2 separate regions of the Sus scrofa genome follow, and region 2 is linked to region 1. Evidence: chromatin contacts called from public Hi-C data. All regions are on one chromosome and are shown on one strand. Each heading gives the region's core, a stretch centred on a gene start, on an enhancer-like site or on the middle of the called end of the contact. The rest is flanking DNA. Distances are from core to core; before and after follow the strand shown.

Region 1 (4,712 bases), core at 1,590-4,089:
CTGGTCCCACCTATTCTCCCTATGCTGGCTGAACGCTGGCAATACACCAGGACTGGGACACCAGGTGGAGGAAAGTCCTGGGGCGGATAAGGAGAAGACCACTAGCTGGGGAGGAAAGAAACTGGGTTCTGAGTCAGACCTGTGTTCAAACTCCAGCTCCATCACCGTGCATCCTAGGGTCACTTACTCAACCTCTCTGAAACCTGTTTCCTCATCTATCAGATTGCATTAATACTAGTATCTATCCTGTGGGGTTGTTGCAAGGATTAACTGAGATAACGTGGAGAACTTCACAGTGCCTGGCTCTGTAAATCTTGGTTCCCTTCTCCTCTTTTAAGACTTGGTGGGGGAGTTCCCATCGTGGCGCAGTGGTTAACGAATCCGACTAGGAACCATAAGGTTGCGGGTTCAGTCCCTGCCCTTGCTCAGTGGGTTAACGATCCGGCGTTGCCGAGAGCTGTGGTGTAGGTTGCAGACGTGGCTCGGATCCCACGTTGCTATGGCTCTGGCGTAGGCTGGTGGCTGCAGCTCTGATTCAACCCCTAGCCTGGGAACCTCCATATGCTGCAGGTGTGGCCCTAAAAAAGACAAAAAAAAAAAAAAAAAAAAAAAAGACTTGGTATGTCCCAAGAGCCTATGAATCTAGGTCCAGAGATACTAAGTAAAGCCCTGTCCTTAAACCACTCGGGCTTCACCTTCAGCACTTGCTCTTCTCATCTGTGTGACCTCAGGTAAGTGACTGCACCTCTCTGAGCCTCGTTTCATACCTCAAAGTGAAACAGCTTCTTTTGCCCCTTTCCCGTTGTTGCCTTCTAACCTTAAAAGAACCTAATTATAGGTATGAGATCGCCAAGCAACTGAAACTAACTCCTGATTTATGCTCTCCTGAAGGCACACCATGCCTTGTCTACACTGTCAATTCTTTTCCTAAATAAAAAGAAGAATGAAGAATTGAGCAGTTGAAAAAAATGACTCGCTCTCTATCCCCAACAGCCCCCCTAAGCCATACTGCAGGTAGATCACTCAGGCAAGATAAATCCAAAGAGTCAGCCATCTGCACGCAATGAAGACTGATGCGGAACCCAACCTCCTGCCTTGATAATTCCCTGAGATTCTTCCCTCCCATTTTTCCCTTTAAAAACTGTTACGGCAGAGTTCCCATTGTGGCGCAGAAGAAGTGAATCCGACTAGGATCCATGGGGATGAGGGTTCCATTTCTGGCTTCGCTCAGTGGGTTGGGGATCCGGTGTTGCCGTGAGCTGTGGTGTAGGTCGCAGACGTGGCTCGGATCCTGCGTGACTGTGGCTGTGGCTGTGGCCGGCAGGTGTAGCTCCAATTCAACCCCTAGTCTGGAAACTTCCATATGCCGTGGGTGCGGCCCTAAAAAGAAAAAAAAAAAAAAAAAGAACTGTCACAGCTGAGCAGAATCTTTGGAGCTGGTCACTGGACACAAGTCCACCATCTCCCCAGACTGCCAGCTTTCTGATTTGCCTTTCTACTGACATTTGCCTCTCAAATTATTGGCTTATGAGCAGCGAGCAGCCAAACCTGTGTTCTGTAACAAAAAGAGATAATCGGAGTTCCCGTTGTGGCTCAGAGAGTTAAGAACCCGACATGGTGTCCATGAGGATGTAGACTCAACCCCTGGCCTCACTCAGTGGGTTAAGGATCTGGCATTGCTGCAGGCTTCGGTGTAAGTCGCAGATGAGGCGCAGATCTGGTGTTGTGGCTGTGGTGTAGGCCGGCAGCTCCAATTAGACCCCTTGCCTGGGAATTTCTATATGCCACAGGTGTGGTCATAAAAACAAAAACAAGCCAAAACCCAAAAAGAGACATTCCTGTCGGGGGCATCACTGCAGCCAGGACAATGCTCTGCCTAGGGGGAGGGTGCCAAGGAGGGCATGGGGCATGGCCACTAGGGGGCAGCAGAGGGTCAGTTAATCACCCTGTAGCCCCATCATTCAGGCAGCCTCCTGCTGTGCCCTTGATTTGAAGAAAACTCTCAGCGCCCACAAAAGAATCTGCCAGGTAGTGGACCCTTGTGAAATGGATTCAACATTCATGGAGAGCTGCACCGACAGTGTGCCTATGGCTCCTTTCAAAATTTATCATAGGGCAATGGGGTGTGCTGGCTACTGGGAGAGTGATTCCTCAGGCTAGCGGTCCAGGATGCTGGGCCATGAGGCCAGTGACCCAGGTCAAGTCTCGCTTTACCACAGAACAGCAGTGTAACTCTAGACAAGTCACGTCCCCTCTCTGAGATAACAGTTGCCTTCTTTGTATACCTGGCATACAGTAGGCACTTAATATATGTGTGCTTACCTTCTCTCTGGGCTCCAGTCACTTGTCCAAGAAGAGCAATGGGTCCTAAGAGTGGGTTATCCCCACTCTCGAACTGTTCTGGGGTCACTTCCTCTGGGAATCCCTCCACTGGAGGAGCCACCCCTGAGCTCCTCCAACCTCTGGTGCTTCCCACGTTGTCACTGCAGCGGCTCAGGTCGCTACTTTGGCAAGGAAGGGTTCGATCCCTGGCCCGGGAATTTTCACATGCTAGAGTGCGACCAGGAAAAAAAAAAATCAGCAATCTTTGGCCATTCGCCAATAACTCTGTATTGAACACTCTGAGAGACACAGTGCTAGGCGCTGGGACTTTAGGGCCTCGCTCTCACCGCTGCTAGTCTAAGAGTAGGATGAGTGCTGTAGCAGCCGAGGGGGTAAGGATTTTTGCCTCTAATGCGCGGAAGGGAGGTGCGGGGGAGACAGGCTGGGCGGCCCCTTTAAAAGGCGGGGTCTGGTGAGCGGGGCGGAACTACTGAGCGCGGCTGTGGGGCAAGTCCGGGACGCCGGAAGTGCTACACCCGGAAGTGTCTCAGGTGAGCGGGAGCCGCGCCGCCGAGGCCTTACCGCTATGGGCCGAAACAAGAAGAAGAAGCGAGATGGCGATAGCCGGCGGCCGCGGCTCATTCTGAGCTTCGACGAGGAGAAGCGACGGTGAGTGCTAAGGCTCGACTAGAGCCCGTTGGGGCCGCCGGCCAAGGCCAGGGCCGCCGGCCCACGCTCCCGCGGAGGGCCCTTCCGGTCCCGCCCTCTCTTCAAGGTGTGGAACTCCCTCGCGGAAGGAAGCGGTTGCCCTGGGCCCCCATCCCTGAGGAATGGAATCGCCCGCCCCGCCTCGCCCTCGCTTCTTTTCTCAGCTTCTCTACCAGCCAGCGCTGCCATTTGCGCGGCCGGAGAGCGGGGAGCTGGGTTCTTGGAGCGACAGCTTTGATCTTCCCCACCCAGGCCGGCGGCCCCGCACGCAGTAGACTCAGCTATTTATGAATGATGAGTGAATGAAATGAGTGGCTTACATTCATTTATTTACCAGGCGATTACTAAACTCTTTTGGATTGTGCGCGTCAGGTCTTGGGACCCCTGAGTTGGACCCCTAAGCGTCAGCGTCCAGACTATCAGCGTCCCCACTCAGAGTGCTACATGGGCTTATGGTGGTGGGTCAGCGAAAAACCTAGGGCAGTCAGCTCTAGAGAAATGAGAAGGGGCTGCGATCAGATAGGGGGAGAGAGGGAAATCCTGGGGCATCATCTGGAAACTCAGGATGGCATCAACACGACCTATAGTTGTGCCCAGGAGGAGGGCCCTGGGGAAGTGGGGTCTTGGTCCAATGGAGATTTTATAGAGGTTTGGTTGCGGGTGGCCTTGAAAGCCCTCAAGGGCTTAAGAGGTGGCTTAATTCACTGGGTAGTGGAGTTTACCAGCAAAGAAGGGACCCTTACCTGTTCCAGAGGCCCACACCCTGTACCCACTACCTGGCCCTGTTGCTGGCAGCTGAGAGCTCTGGAGAGGAGAGAGGAGAGAGGCAGCATCTCCCTCTCTTTGCCTAAGCTTACATTCTCTGTGCCTCTGTGTCTCCCATCTGTAAAATGGGATACCTACTACTACACAGGTTGCTGTGAGGATTGGACAAGTTAACACCTGTACATTTTTGGAATGATGCCAGGCACCTAGTGAGTGCGGTATGGGCTCCTCCCCATCCCCCATTCCTGGAGCAAGACTTTCTTTTCTTGTATCCTGACTTGCTTGTGATTTTTCTTTTTTTAAAATGATTTTTATTTTATCCATTAGAGTCGGTTTTCAGTGTTCTGTCTGTTTTCTACTGTATAGCAAAGTGACAGAAAACTGTATATATATACACATTCTTTTTCTCACATTAGCCTCCACCATGCTCCATCACAAGTGACTAGATATAGTTCCTGGTGCTATACAGCAGGATTTCATTGCTTATCCATTCCAAAAGCAATAGTTTGCATCTATTAACCCCAGATTCCTAGTGCATCCCACTCCCTCCCCCTTGGCAACCACAAGGCTGTTCTCCAAGTCCATGAGTTTCTTTTCTGGGGAAAGGTTCATTTGTGCCGTATATTAGATTCCAGATATAAGTGATATCATATGGTATTTGTCTTTCTTTTTCTGACTTACTTCACTTAGTATGAGAGTCTCTGGTTCCATCTATGTTGCTGCAAATGGCATTGTTTTGTTCTTTTTTATGGCTGAGTAGTATTCCGTTGTGCACATATACCACATCTTAATTCATTCATCTGTCGATGGACGTTTAGGTTGTTTCCATGTCTTGGTTATTGTGAGCAGGGCTGCAATGAACATACAGGTGCATGTGTCTTTTTTAAGGAAAGTTTTATCCAGACATTTGTCCAAGA
Region 2 (5,219 bases), core at 251-2,750, 70 kb before region 1:
CCCGCTCCCCGTTTGCTGTGCAACAGTGGGCACATTCCTGCATCCCTCTGCCGGTAAAGCTTATGAATAATAGTTTCAACTCATTCATGCATTCAATGCATGATTTTTTTTTTTTTTTTTTTTTGGCCGCACCCATGGCATGCTGTAGTTCCTGGGCCAGGGAGCCAACCTGCGCCACAGCTGCAACCGGAGCCAAAACAGTGACAACCCCGAATCCTTAACCCACTGAGCCGCCAGGAAACACCTCAATGCGTGTTGATTGAACACTTATGTGCCAGTTATTCTTTCAAGCCTTGAGGATACATCGATGAACCAAATAGATGAAATTCCTCGTCCTCACAGAGCTTACCTTCCAGTGGGGGCAAGAGACAAAAGACACGATGAAGAAAAGAAGTAATCAGTGGAGACAGGTGCTAAGGAGAAAAGTTCAGCCGAGACAGTGAGTGGGGAGCCTGTGTTGGGGGGATTCACTTAGCAAACACTGGTTCACTGAATTCTAACAAGAATGATTCAGATGGGAAGTCTTGAGATCCAAGGAGGCTAAGTGACTTGTCCTAGGGCAGTTTGGAAAGCAGCGAGGTCAGAATTTGAACCCTGGTCAAATCTCTGCTCTCTTTAAAACGTGACCCTGGACAGACTGCATGTGCCCCTAAATCAGTGCGGTAAATGTATTATTTCTGTAACAATTCATGTCACAGTAATAAAAGAAACAAACGAAAAGAGCTCTAAGTACATATTATGTTACAGCTTTTATTGAGGAATGCAATAAACATACATATCACTTTCCTGTATAATTTTAATGGTTTGTGGGGGAGAGTTGAGAAAAGCATCTCGGTTTGCTGAATAGTTGAGTTTAGGGGAAAAACTGACCCAAGCACATGCCTCTCAAACTCCCTGATGAGGTCACCTCGGTTCTGCAAGGTGAATCGAGGTCGCTTGCGAAGGCAACGGCTGAGCAGAACCGGATTCGCCAGATTCCCTTTAACCCTCCAGGAGACAGGGAGGCTCCCGAGCACACCACGGGTCAGTTCCCCGGAAGGCCGCCAGGGGGCGACAGAAGGAAACGGACCCAGGTGAGCTCGTGACGTGCCCCGGGGCCTGGAAACTGCGGGGTGCATGAAATGATCTCAGAATGAATGCAGGAGATAGCACGGGGTTCGGGCTTTGCCACTTGTGTGACCTCAAACGATCCGGTTCATTGGTTTGTTGTGAGGAGTAAATAGAAAAATGTGTAAAAGTTCTCAAAGGAGTTCCCTGGTGGCTTAGCCGGCTAAGGATCCCCTGTTGTCACTGCTGTGGCGCAGGTTCAATACCTAGCCTGGGAATTTCCACATGCTTTGGACGCAGCCAAGGGGGAAAAAAAAAGTGCTTAAAACGATGCTTGGACAACTGTAAACACTCAATAAACTTTAACGGCCCAAGTAAGTCGTTGCCCTTTTAAGGCCCCGCCATGTTTACATCTAAGCGGAAATACCCGCTCAGGATTCCGGAAGTGACCTAAGAGCCCCTCAAAAAGATGGCGGTGGAACGTTCGGCCGGAAGCGGTCACAAGCGTTTTCGTGACGCGAAACGAATTAGAGCGTCCCGCGGGGTTTCCATGGTGCAGCTCTCAGCCCCGAGTCCTTCTGCTTCCTCTCCGGCCTGAGCGCTGTGGACGAGGAGGCCGGCAACCCGTTCCTCCCCCCGCAGTCGCCGCTTAGGGGAGGGGTTGGGCGAGCAAGTGACGCTCTAGGCGAGTAGTTCTCGTCTCTATGGTGCTGAATGCTCTCACGCTCCGCTCTCGCGCGTTGGGACGGACGTTGCCCCTTTAATCGGCCGAGGGCGGTGCCGAGGAGGTCCCGCGAGAGCGGCGGGGGGCGGGGGGCGGTGCCGAGGCTGGGGGCCCGTGGCGGATGGAGCCCGCGATGGAGCCGGAGACTCTGGAGGCGCGAATCAGTGAGTGTCCGGGAGGGGCGCGGGCCGGACCGGAACCGGAACCAGGGGCACTAGGCGGGCCCCTTCCCGACGGAGGCGGGGTACGGGGCGCCCCCTCCTCACGCCCCGCCCCCGGCCCGGGGAGGGACGGTGTCCCAAGCCGGTACCTCAGACTCTGGGTTGAATAGAGACCCCAGCAGGTGCGCGGACTGGCGACGCGAGCGGGCGCCGCCTACCCTTCCGATCCGAGGGCAGCGACCCCCAGGGAGGAGTGAGCTGCGCCCCTCTCTGTGCCCAGAACCTCCGGGATGGAGAAAGCAGCCTCCAACCCCCTCGGGCCCAGACTTCAACGCGGAACGGACGCCCTAGTCTTTCCAAGGAGCCCGGGATGGTAGCAAGCGAGCAGCCCCTGGGGCTGAACCTCAGACCCAAGAGGGAGGGATCCTGCTCCCCTGGAACCCCGAATCCTCCGCTTTCTGACGCTGCATGCGTGACTCGCTCCTATCCATTCCTTGAGCTTGCATCTCCGCTCAGATTTGCTCGTTCCCCCACCCAGGAAGGGAGGGTCCACTAACCCATGAGAGCCCCCGAGTTCTGGCCACATAGTGAGAAACCCCTAAACCCTACAGGTTTGAGTCCGGTCTCAGACTCCAGAAGTAATTTCAAGGTCTCTATCCCTGCCCTCAACCCAGCCCCTTGGCTTCTGCACCCTCACCAGACTCCTTTCCCAGCCCTCTCCTGGCTTCCTCCAAATGCCTCTGCATCCCCTCCTGTGTCTCTTCCTAATACCTGGCTTTCAGAGTATCAGCCGCTACACGGTCCACCTGACCTCCCTATCCCACACTACAGAAGCTTTTCAGCTCTCACAACCCCTCAAAGCATGGCTTGCTTCTCCCCGGGCTGGTGACAGCTCCCTCTCAAGTCTTTCTTCCTGTTGGGCCCACATCTGCCACAGGACCTCGGGGCAGCCTCTGCTCAGGTCTACCTTCAGTTCAGCCTCCTGGCCTCAGGCACACCAGGGAGCTGCCCAGGGTGTTGGGGGGCTATGATCAGCCCCTTTGAAGCCAGTCTTGTGCAGAGTTGAGTTCTGAGGTTGGTCCCAGAATCACACTGTCTCCAGCGGAGGGGGAGGGCCTGGAAAGGAAGCACTCAGCGGCCATCGAGACTGTTCTGGAACGCCACAAGTGTCCAGGTCACAGCAATAACTGGGGGGGATGGGCAGGGCCCTGGTTGATAGATCTGACCGCCGCAGGCCTTGGGCTGTGGCTGATACAAAACCAGTGTCAGGTTGAGCAGCAGTGGGGATTTTCTGCAGGGTCAGAGGATCTGATCTGAGGAACAGACAGGAGTCAGGGCACACAGGTTTGGCAGGAGGCTGGACTCCAGTTGGGGCTGAGATTGTTTTCTTTTTCATCCCCTCACAAAATTATAAGTTCTCCCCTCACAGTGGCTGGAGGTAAAAAGTAGCTTCTGGTGGGTCAGTGATGATGTTCCCGTCACTGTAGGGTGACAGAGCAGAGTCACACGCCCTGTTGTGAAACACCCCTTCCCTCCCTGGGTGCTCTCCCCTGCTGCCTGCTGGGGAGGGTGCTCTCCCCCCCCCCGCCCCGGCCAGGCAGAGGTAAGGGGGCTGGGAGTTGGGGGCCAGGGCCAGAGAAATTATTCAGAGCACCTTGGACCCAGAGGCCCTCGCTCTGAACCAGATGCAGAGATGATGTCTTATGATGCCATTACTTCTTCCTCCCTGGCTTGTGACTCAGAAGCAGGCTCGAGAACCAGCTTCTCTGTCCTCACTCAGACTCATGCGTCTCTGACACTTTACAGGACTTCCTGATTCAGGGTCCCCAGCTGGATGTCATTGGGTAGGCAATAGCCAGCCCTAGTCTATCTTTCTCACTGCAGGCTGGTGTTCCCCCGCCTCTGACGGTGTTGGGGGGCTGGGTGGCAGAGTAGCTGGAGGGGCCTATTCCTGGTGGTCAGCAGGGGCTTCATTTCTCCCGGGACTGGAGAACTCTGCAGGGCTCCTGGGAAGGATTTGTATGCAGAGAGAAAGTGCCTCATTCAGAACTCCGCTCAGCTGTACCTCTGAGAGCCCGTGCCCCGAACACACACTCTCTGTACCTTCTCCCTGCTCTGCTTGTCGTTCTTTCTTCCTTCCTCCCTCCCTCCCTTCTTTCTTCTCTTTCTCTGTTTCTTTCTTGCCTGCTTGCTTGCTATGTTTTTCTTCATAGCACTCTGCAACAATACACAGTATCCTGTGATCGTTTATCCTGAGTAGTCAGCGTTTCTCTTGCTGGGCCATGAGCTGCAGGAGGGTAGGGATTTTGTCCTGTTCACTGCCCTGGCCTCACACTCAGAATATTTGTTGAATAAATAGCAGTTGAATGATTGGCCGCCAGGCACTGGGATCCTAGGGCTCCAGGCCTCCCGCCACAGCACAGGGCCCCACACAGGCAGGCACCACATGCAGAGTCCCCAGCCTCCTCCAGTCCACAGATCCTTCTGCCTCCCACCTCCTGGGCTGTTCCCTCCACACCCCAACTCATTCCTCAGGTGTGGGCAGAACTGAGCGGGACAGGGTGATGCTTAGAGATAGGCTCTTGGTGGAGTTCCCTGGTGGCTCAGAAGGTGAAGGATCCAGTGTTGTCCCTTCTGTGGCTCTGATCGCTGCGGTGGCACAGGTTCGATCCCTGGCCCGGGAACCTCCACAGGTCAGATCCAGCTCTGGCGGCCCCGACTCCTTATTCTGGGTGGGGTATGTTGTCACCCCATATCACTCTGTATTTTGCTCCAACTTTACAAGTGGGGACATGGTGGTTTGGGAAAGTTATGTGATCTGCTTGATTGTTGTTTAACCAACACTGGGGGTCAGGGGTACTGTCGGGCCTTGTCTACCACCTCTTCCTGGCGGCCCTTTCCCGGCCACTACATGTTCCTGGGTTTGGATCCCCCAGAACCTCCTCCTGCCTGCCCGCAGCTGAGCCCTCGTCCAGTCACTCATTTACTGGGGGAGATGGCCAGGCGCACAAGCTGCGGGTGTGGTGCTGTAGCAGACAGGGGCCCAGGATGAAGGTCAGGTCCAGGGGCCAGGGGAGAGCGCCGCCCTGGGCAGGTGTGGGGTTGGGGGGAGGCAGCGATGCCTGAGCGGCCCTCCCCTAGGCCCTCGAGCCCTTCGGAGGCCTGTGTTCCACAGCCTGATTACTGCCTCCAGTGCTTGTGTTGCCTCTTCCAGGCAGCCTCCCCTGGGCCCAGGCACCACCGGCGTCCCCTTCTCTGGTTCCCGGTTCCCACGGCTCCTTTGCCTC

The links. A called contact is a pair of places that touch in the nucleus more often than the background predicts.
Region 2: a contact with region 1 is called in a Hi-C map of alveolar macrophages, with 3 times the contacts expected there. The contact joins the promoter of GGA1 here to the promoter of NOL12 in region 1. A contact is called at or near these places in 3 of 5 promoter capture datasets (fetal liver, fetal skeletal muscle and liver), 17 of 47 Hi-C or Micro-C datasets (adipose tissue, alveolar macrophages, blood and 11 more) and 2 of 2 datasets of contacts at active chromatin or transcription factors (alveolar macrophages and skeletal muscle).

Annotation. Positions count from the first base shown.
Region 1 is chr5:10,142,283-10,146,994 of Sscrofa11.1, reverse strand. NOL12 (nucleolar protein 12) reads left to right here and starts at 2,839. Exons shown (of 6, transcript XM_003481552.4): 1 at 2,839-2,991. The coding sequence starts at 2,909.
Region 2 is chr5:10,210,111-10,215,329 of Sscrofa11.1, reverse strand. GGA1 (ADP-ribosylation factor-binding protein GGA1) reads left to right here and starts at 1,500. Exons shown (of 19, transcript XM_021091505.1): 1 at 1,500-1,935. The coding sequence starts at 1,893.